Regions from separate parts of the Mus musculus genome. Here region 2 is linked to region 1. A link is a contact called in public Hi-C data. All regions are on one chromosome and are shown on one strand. The core of a region is the stretch at or near the end of the contact, and the rest is flanking DNA. Distances in the headings are between cores, read along the strand shown.

What was found. Hi-C and Micro-C count contacts between places; a contact is called where the count stands out from the background.
Region 2: a Hi-C map of erythroblasts shows a contact between it and region 1, with 2.5 times the contacts expected there. The contact joins two enhancer-like sites. A contact is called at or near these places in 2 of 484 Hi-C or Micro-C datasets (the G1E-ER4 cell line and erythroblasts), 1 of 115 datasets of contacts at active chromatin or transcription factors (embryonic stem cells) and 1 of 9 other capture datasets (embryonic stem cells).

What each region holds. Positions count from the first base shown.
Region 1 is chr10:41,017,553-41,020,576 of GRCm38.p6, reverse strand. No RefSeq gene overlaps it. Among named protein-coding and RNA genes, the nearest start is that of Gm48057, 16 kb to the left of the region's middle. Within about 2 kb of position 1,471, at least 1 of the 459 cell types and tissues checked has an H3K27ac peak or open chromatin away from gene starts, as enhancers often do. A contact at or near this core is called in erythroblasts, where this site is marked.
Region 2 is chr10:41,147,854-41,150,877 of GRCm38.p6, reverse strand. No RefSeq gene overlaps it. Among named protein-coding and RNA genes, the nearest start is that of Gm32411, 11 kb to the right of the region's middle. Within about 2 kb of position 1,542, at least 2 of the 459 cell types and tissues checked have an H3K27ac peak or open chromatin away from gene starts, as enhancers often do. A contact at or near this core is called in erythroblasts, where this site is marked.

The sequences.
Region 1 (3,024 bases), core at 222-2,721:
GGGAACTTTATCCGTTTATAGTGCACCATTACAGACTGTCACACTCTTGTAAGACTTGGTTTATCCAAATATCCAAAGCTTAATAAAGTTAATAAAGACAAAGAGGGTAGACATTTATCTTCAAGTCAGTAGCTGTTGAGTAGACCTTTGGAATTTATCTGGGAATTTATCTTTTAGAATTTATCTGGTGTTGAACACAGCTCACAAAAACATAAGTAGTTAGATATATACCTCTGTGTCAGCTTCTGAGTTTATCTTCATGAACTTTTCATAACATGAAAATCCATCCTAATCCAATATATTTGGAGACCTGCTGTTGCCTCCTTAATCTAAAAAGAAGATACAGTGATAAACAGAGTGCTCAGTGAGGCTAAGACATTCTATAATTATCTCTTTAGTTGGTTTATACCACATGGTCACCTTAACCAAGATTGTGGTGAAGTTGCAGGTATGTACTCTCTAACCTTAGTAAAAATGGCTGCCAGCCGCACGCTTGCCTCCATCATGATGAGGTCATCAGCCAAGGTGAAGGAAAGCCACATGGTTGCTATTTAAAAACATCAATTTTCCTAAACAAAAATTGAATTTAAGTTTTTAAAAAATGAATCACATAAGATTCAACCTTTTGTTACAAGTATTAAGCTAACTTTTTATTATAGATTTTGCAGATTCTTTAACCACACTTAATGAATTTACAAATCCCCAAATAAAAAAGTATCTACATACTAGTCTTAAAAGACTTCTTGAGAGCAGAATGTAGAGAAATCTTAGAGATAAAAGATTTAGAAGAGTGGAAAATAGGGAGTTTGGGAGTTGTAGAGCAGATAAAACTTAGATAAAAGAGGTTTGGGGATCATTTATTTGTGCGGTGGCAGAAGTGTTAGGATTTGGGGGATGAGTGTGCCAATTTTGGGCCGTTGCCTGAGTTGTTCTGAGACCAAGCTCTTTGCAGTAAGATTTCAAGGCTTTAATAAAAATCCTATGAGTCCAAGGAGGAAATTGATTCTAAGGGGAAAAGGAAAAAGGGTCGTAAACCTGAACTCCTCTGGAAGAGTTCCTATAAGGTCCAAGAGGGAGCTGAGCATCAGAAAACGGGGTTGCAGTGAAGAATTCCACCTATGGAAGGATTCCAGCACCATACTGTAGAGGCCCAGAGAGCATAGAGAACCTGCAGACCATAGCACGAAGCTTGGGGATGGGATGGGGCGGGGTGAGGAACCATGAGGGACAAGGGTCACAATTTATAGGCCCAGGAGGGTGGGAGGGTGTAGCTGTTAGGAAGAGGGGTAACTGTTTTAATAAAGAGCTGCCCAGGAAGAGTAGCAGGCTCCAGGAGCTGAAGAGATAGAGAAGACATATACAGAGTAAGAGAAGAGACACTACGGGTTAGAGAAGGTGGAGGGAGGAAGCGGCTGAAAGAGGCAGATGCCAGAATTTAGAGATTCAGATGCTAGGGGAAGAGAAGCCCCGCCCCCAGGCTGGAGAGGTTTAAGGTAGAGGGCGGGGCGAGAAGTGCTGGGAGGAGCCACTGGTACAGAGTTTCTTTGAGTTTCTCCCAGGTTTCTTTTTTTTTTTTCCCATTTTTTATTAGGTATTTAGCTCATTTACATTTCCAATGCTATACCAAAAGTCTCCCAGGTTTCTTTGGGACTTGACATCTGCCATTCTCATTTCTCTCTCATTAGCCTTCCAATGTACAGAAACTGTTGACCACACAGGCTTGTCACACTCACATGCCAGGTTCTCCCTCCCCTCTGATGACAATAGCTTGTGTCTAGTTGACATGGAACTAACCAGTGCACCTGGCCTGTGAATCCTCCATGTCTCTGCCCCTCCCTGATCATGAAATCTCTGCTTCATCCGACCCACAGTTTCTGCTTTGAAAAGCTTGGTGCTTTAAAGGCTACAGCTACACGTTAATGGAAGTGTATATTAAGCTGTAAAACCCTCCAAATTTGCTCTTATGAATCAATATTTTAATCAAAGTCAATTTTTAAATTAAAAAATTTTAGGCTATTCTAGATCATTTGCATTTCTCTACCATTTTTAAAAATCAGTTTGCCAATTTCTGCAGAATTCCCTTTGGGCTTTTTCCCCTTTCTCCCTCCCTCCCTCCTTCCCTCCCCCATTCCCTCCCTCCTTCCCCCCCTTCCTTTCTCCCTCCCTCCCTTCCTCCCTCCCTCTCTTCCTTTCTTCCTTCCTCCCTCCCTCCCTCCCTCCCTCCCTCCCTCCCTCCCTTCCTCCCTCCCTCCCTCTCTCCCTCCCTCCCTCCCTCCCTCCCTCTCTCCCTCCTTCCCTCCCTCCCTTCCTTCCTCCCTCCCTCCCTCTCTACCTCCCTCCCTCTCTCCCTCCCTCCCTCCCTCTCTCCCTCCTTCCCTCCCTCCCTCCCTCCTTCCCTCCCTCCCTTCCTTCTTTGATTCAGAGTCTCACTCTGTAGCCCAGGATAGCCTGAAACCTGTGCTCATCTTTCTGCTCCAGCCTCCTGAGCACTGAGAGCCCAGGTAGGGTCCACCAGCACACCCAACTACCTCTGATATTTTCATTGTAAATACATTTAGTCTGTAGATTAATTTGGAAAGAATTGACATTTTAAGAACAACGAATCTTTCCACAAACATGGCATAATCTCTCCACTTACTTATCCATTCACACTGAGTAGAAACCGTACGTGGAAGTTGGAATTCGGATCTTTTCTGGTGGAAGGGACAGACAATTTTGTAAGGTGCTTTCATTGTGAAGAAGTTTACAGTCATGAGTGGAAATAACCAAAAATACTGTCTAGTACTCCATGCTGCTAAGTGGTCATGTTTGGTAGCTTAGGATACCAAATGCATTTTCAGCTCCTGCCAGTTTCAACTTGTAGTGGGTTATCAGTGTGTAACTTCTGCTGCAACCAGACCTGTGTGTGAATTCAGACCGATCTGCGTATACTTCACAAAGCTGTGCCAATTTCTGCAGAATTCCCTTTAGAGACCCTTGGGCCACAGGATCTAGGCCAAGCTGTTGGAGGCAGCTGACTATTCT
Region 2 (3,024 bases), core at 293-2,792, 130 kb before region 1:
GATCACTAAGACTGTCAGTACTCTGACATGGGGGTCGTCTTGTGGAACTGAGCCCTTAGATTGTGGTTTCATGCTAATTATAATCATAAAGACTTAGTGGGGCTGGAGAGATGGCTCAGCAGTTAAGAGCACTGACAGCTCTTTCAGGGGTCCTGAGTTCAACTCCCAGCAACCACATGGTAGCTCATAATTGTCTATAATGTGATCTGATGCCCTCTTCTGGCATGTAGACATACATGCAGACAGATATACATTAAAAAAAATAATAATAAAATAATTTTTTTTTTTTTTTTTTTTTTTTAGTTTTTAGTTTTTCAAGACAGGGTTTCTCTGTATAGCTGTGGCTGTCCTGGAACTCACTTTGTAGACCAGGCTGGCCTCGAACTCAGAAATCCGCCTGCTTCTGCCTCCCGAGTGCTGCGATTAAAGGCATGCACCACCATGCCCGGCTCAAAAAAAAATCTTTAAAAAAAGAGAGACTTAGTGTCAGAGTTGAGTGTTGACATCAGAGAATAGAACTGTTGCTGGGTGGTGGTGGTGGCGGCGGCGGCACACGCCTTTAATCCCAGCACTTGGGAGACAGAGGCAGACGGATTTCTGAATTCGAGGCCAGCCTGGTCTACAAAGTGAGTTCCAGGACAGCCAGGGCTATACAGAAAAATCCTGTCTCGGGGAAAAACAAAACAAAACAAAACTGTTGATGTTGGAATACTGTTTGTTGTTGGGAAATACACACACACACACACACACACACAGAGAGAGAGAGAGAGGGGGGGGGAGACAGACAGACAGACAGAAGTAAATAAATGATATAGATGATATATAGATGATAGGGATAATAGAGATAGATGAGTGTGTGTATGTGATATTACATCTTGTATGCACATATGTGTATATAAATGATATAGATGATATATAGATGATAGGGATAATAGAGATAGATGAGTGTGTGTATGTGGTATTACATCTTGTATGCACATATGTGTATATACATTAATAATTGAGGATTAGTACTTAGCATGAGTTGGCTTTAACTGGGATATTATAATTTTGTTAATCATTGGAAATTCTATGTTAACATTATTTCTGTTCAAAACTAGGGTCCTTACACAGGACAGAGGTTTATAGCTGCTGTAATAATACATGACTTCCTTCCAAAACTGGAACATAAAAGGTCACCCACTTGATCTTCGGTTGGATTTTTCCCTCTGGGGACCCTTTCTGGAAGCCAGTGCTGTACTGTGGCATACCTCGGCTCCAAGGCAGAGCCACACTGTGATGCTCAACTGCTAATTGTCTCAGATGAGCCCAACTATCAAGTTATCTCTGCTGGATCCCTGCCATATGAATAAAGACACTTCCAGATGTTTTCAGTCCCAGATGTTTGAGACCTGCCAACCTTTTAGACTCTTATCTCAGGGCCCCCAGAATTCTGGAAACATGCCACCCTGTTGGTCCTTATGCTTAGTGTTTGACCCACAAAACAGTTGAATATAATCCTGTGGCTGTTAACTTTACGCTATGTACTTGGGGTAGTGCTTCTTTTTTTCTTCTAGCCAGCAATAGTAACTAGAACATTGTGTCTTCAGCACTGAATAATGACCAGCTGCTTAAAACTCTTTTTTATATTTTGAGTGAGCCTATATATTGCCAAGACTATTATATTGAAAATCTATATAAAAACTCTGTTGTCATGGGGATGGAGAGACGGCTCAATGGTTAAGAACACTTGTTGCTTTTGAAGAGGACCAGAGTTTAGTTCCTAGCACCCAAGTCCGGTGATTCACAACCACTTTTAAGTCCACTTCTAGGGAATTTGATGCCTTCTTAACACCTCTATGGGAACTCACACACAAGTGTATATACATGCACAGAGATGCACACACATACATTTGGAATTAGATAGTCATAATTCTGTGGACTGTTAAGTAATGAAAGAGCATTGATTTTTTTTTTTAGCATAAAACTTATGGTTACTTAGAACACAGGAAAAAATGTATGGCAATTGCTTGTTCTGCAAAACACATCTTTTTATTCTCAGTGAATTTCAAGACTTCAGTCAAAGGTATTCAGGCATTAATTTCGATGGCTAAGTTGTCACCTCTTGCCTCCAACTCAATGCTCTACACTCCTCTGATTCCAGATCTTTTGAGGAAGGGGCATAAGGGACAGGGAAAAATACTAGCTCTATCTGCTGCTGTCCTGCCTTGGTTTCATGTCTGTTTGGCAGGCATGCTTGGGTCCTCATGGGTCACGTGTATCACACGCTTGAGGGTTTGTAAGAGGTTTCCCTCAGCATAATTACATCAAATAAAAGTGCAGTCCTGTGGCTACCACACCCTTGCAATCCACCTGTGTTACAGAAGCCACTAGGCTTCCTACCAGTTCCATCTTTGCACAGATATTTTCCTTCTGGATAGGGGCCAGAACAAACTTAGCTCTCCTCTGTGGCATCCACTTGGCTGCAGGCAATTCTCGCATCTTTAGCCTAATAAAGAGGTGGTGGTGGGGCATCAGTAAGTGCCTCCTTTCTTTGCCCTGCTAACTCTAACCCGTCCTCCTTTTCTGTTCACAGTGGGTTCAAAATGCAATGTTAAAGCAAACGGCCAGAGAAAAGAGGCCTCTCTCCTAGCACAGCACTGGGTCTTTCTGTACCTTGGGTGTTGGGTGGATAGACTGGTGTGGGATATAGATAAAGGTGACAGAAGCAGGCGACAGGGGCAAAATGCTGGGGTTGGGGTATTTGGAGCACTGACCATGGGTAGGGGGGAAGCAGGTTTGAGAGCCACTGTTCTTTAGTCCTGATAAGTAGACAATAAGAAAAATTCTTACATTCTGATTAAACAATTATGGGCTGTTCTCTGCAAAAGAATTAAATGCAGTTATTTAAAATCCAAAGACCACTTAGTAGGAAGTAATTATTGATATATATTTTATGATATGTTGCTAAAAGAAACTGAAACCATGTAACACCACATTTGTAAGACACATACTGTGTTTTTAAAAAGCACGGAAAAGAATCAT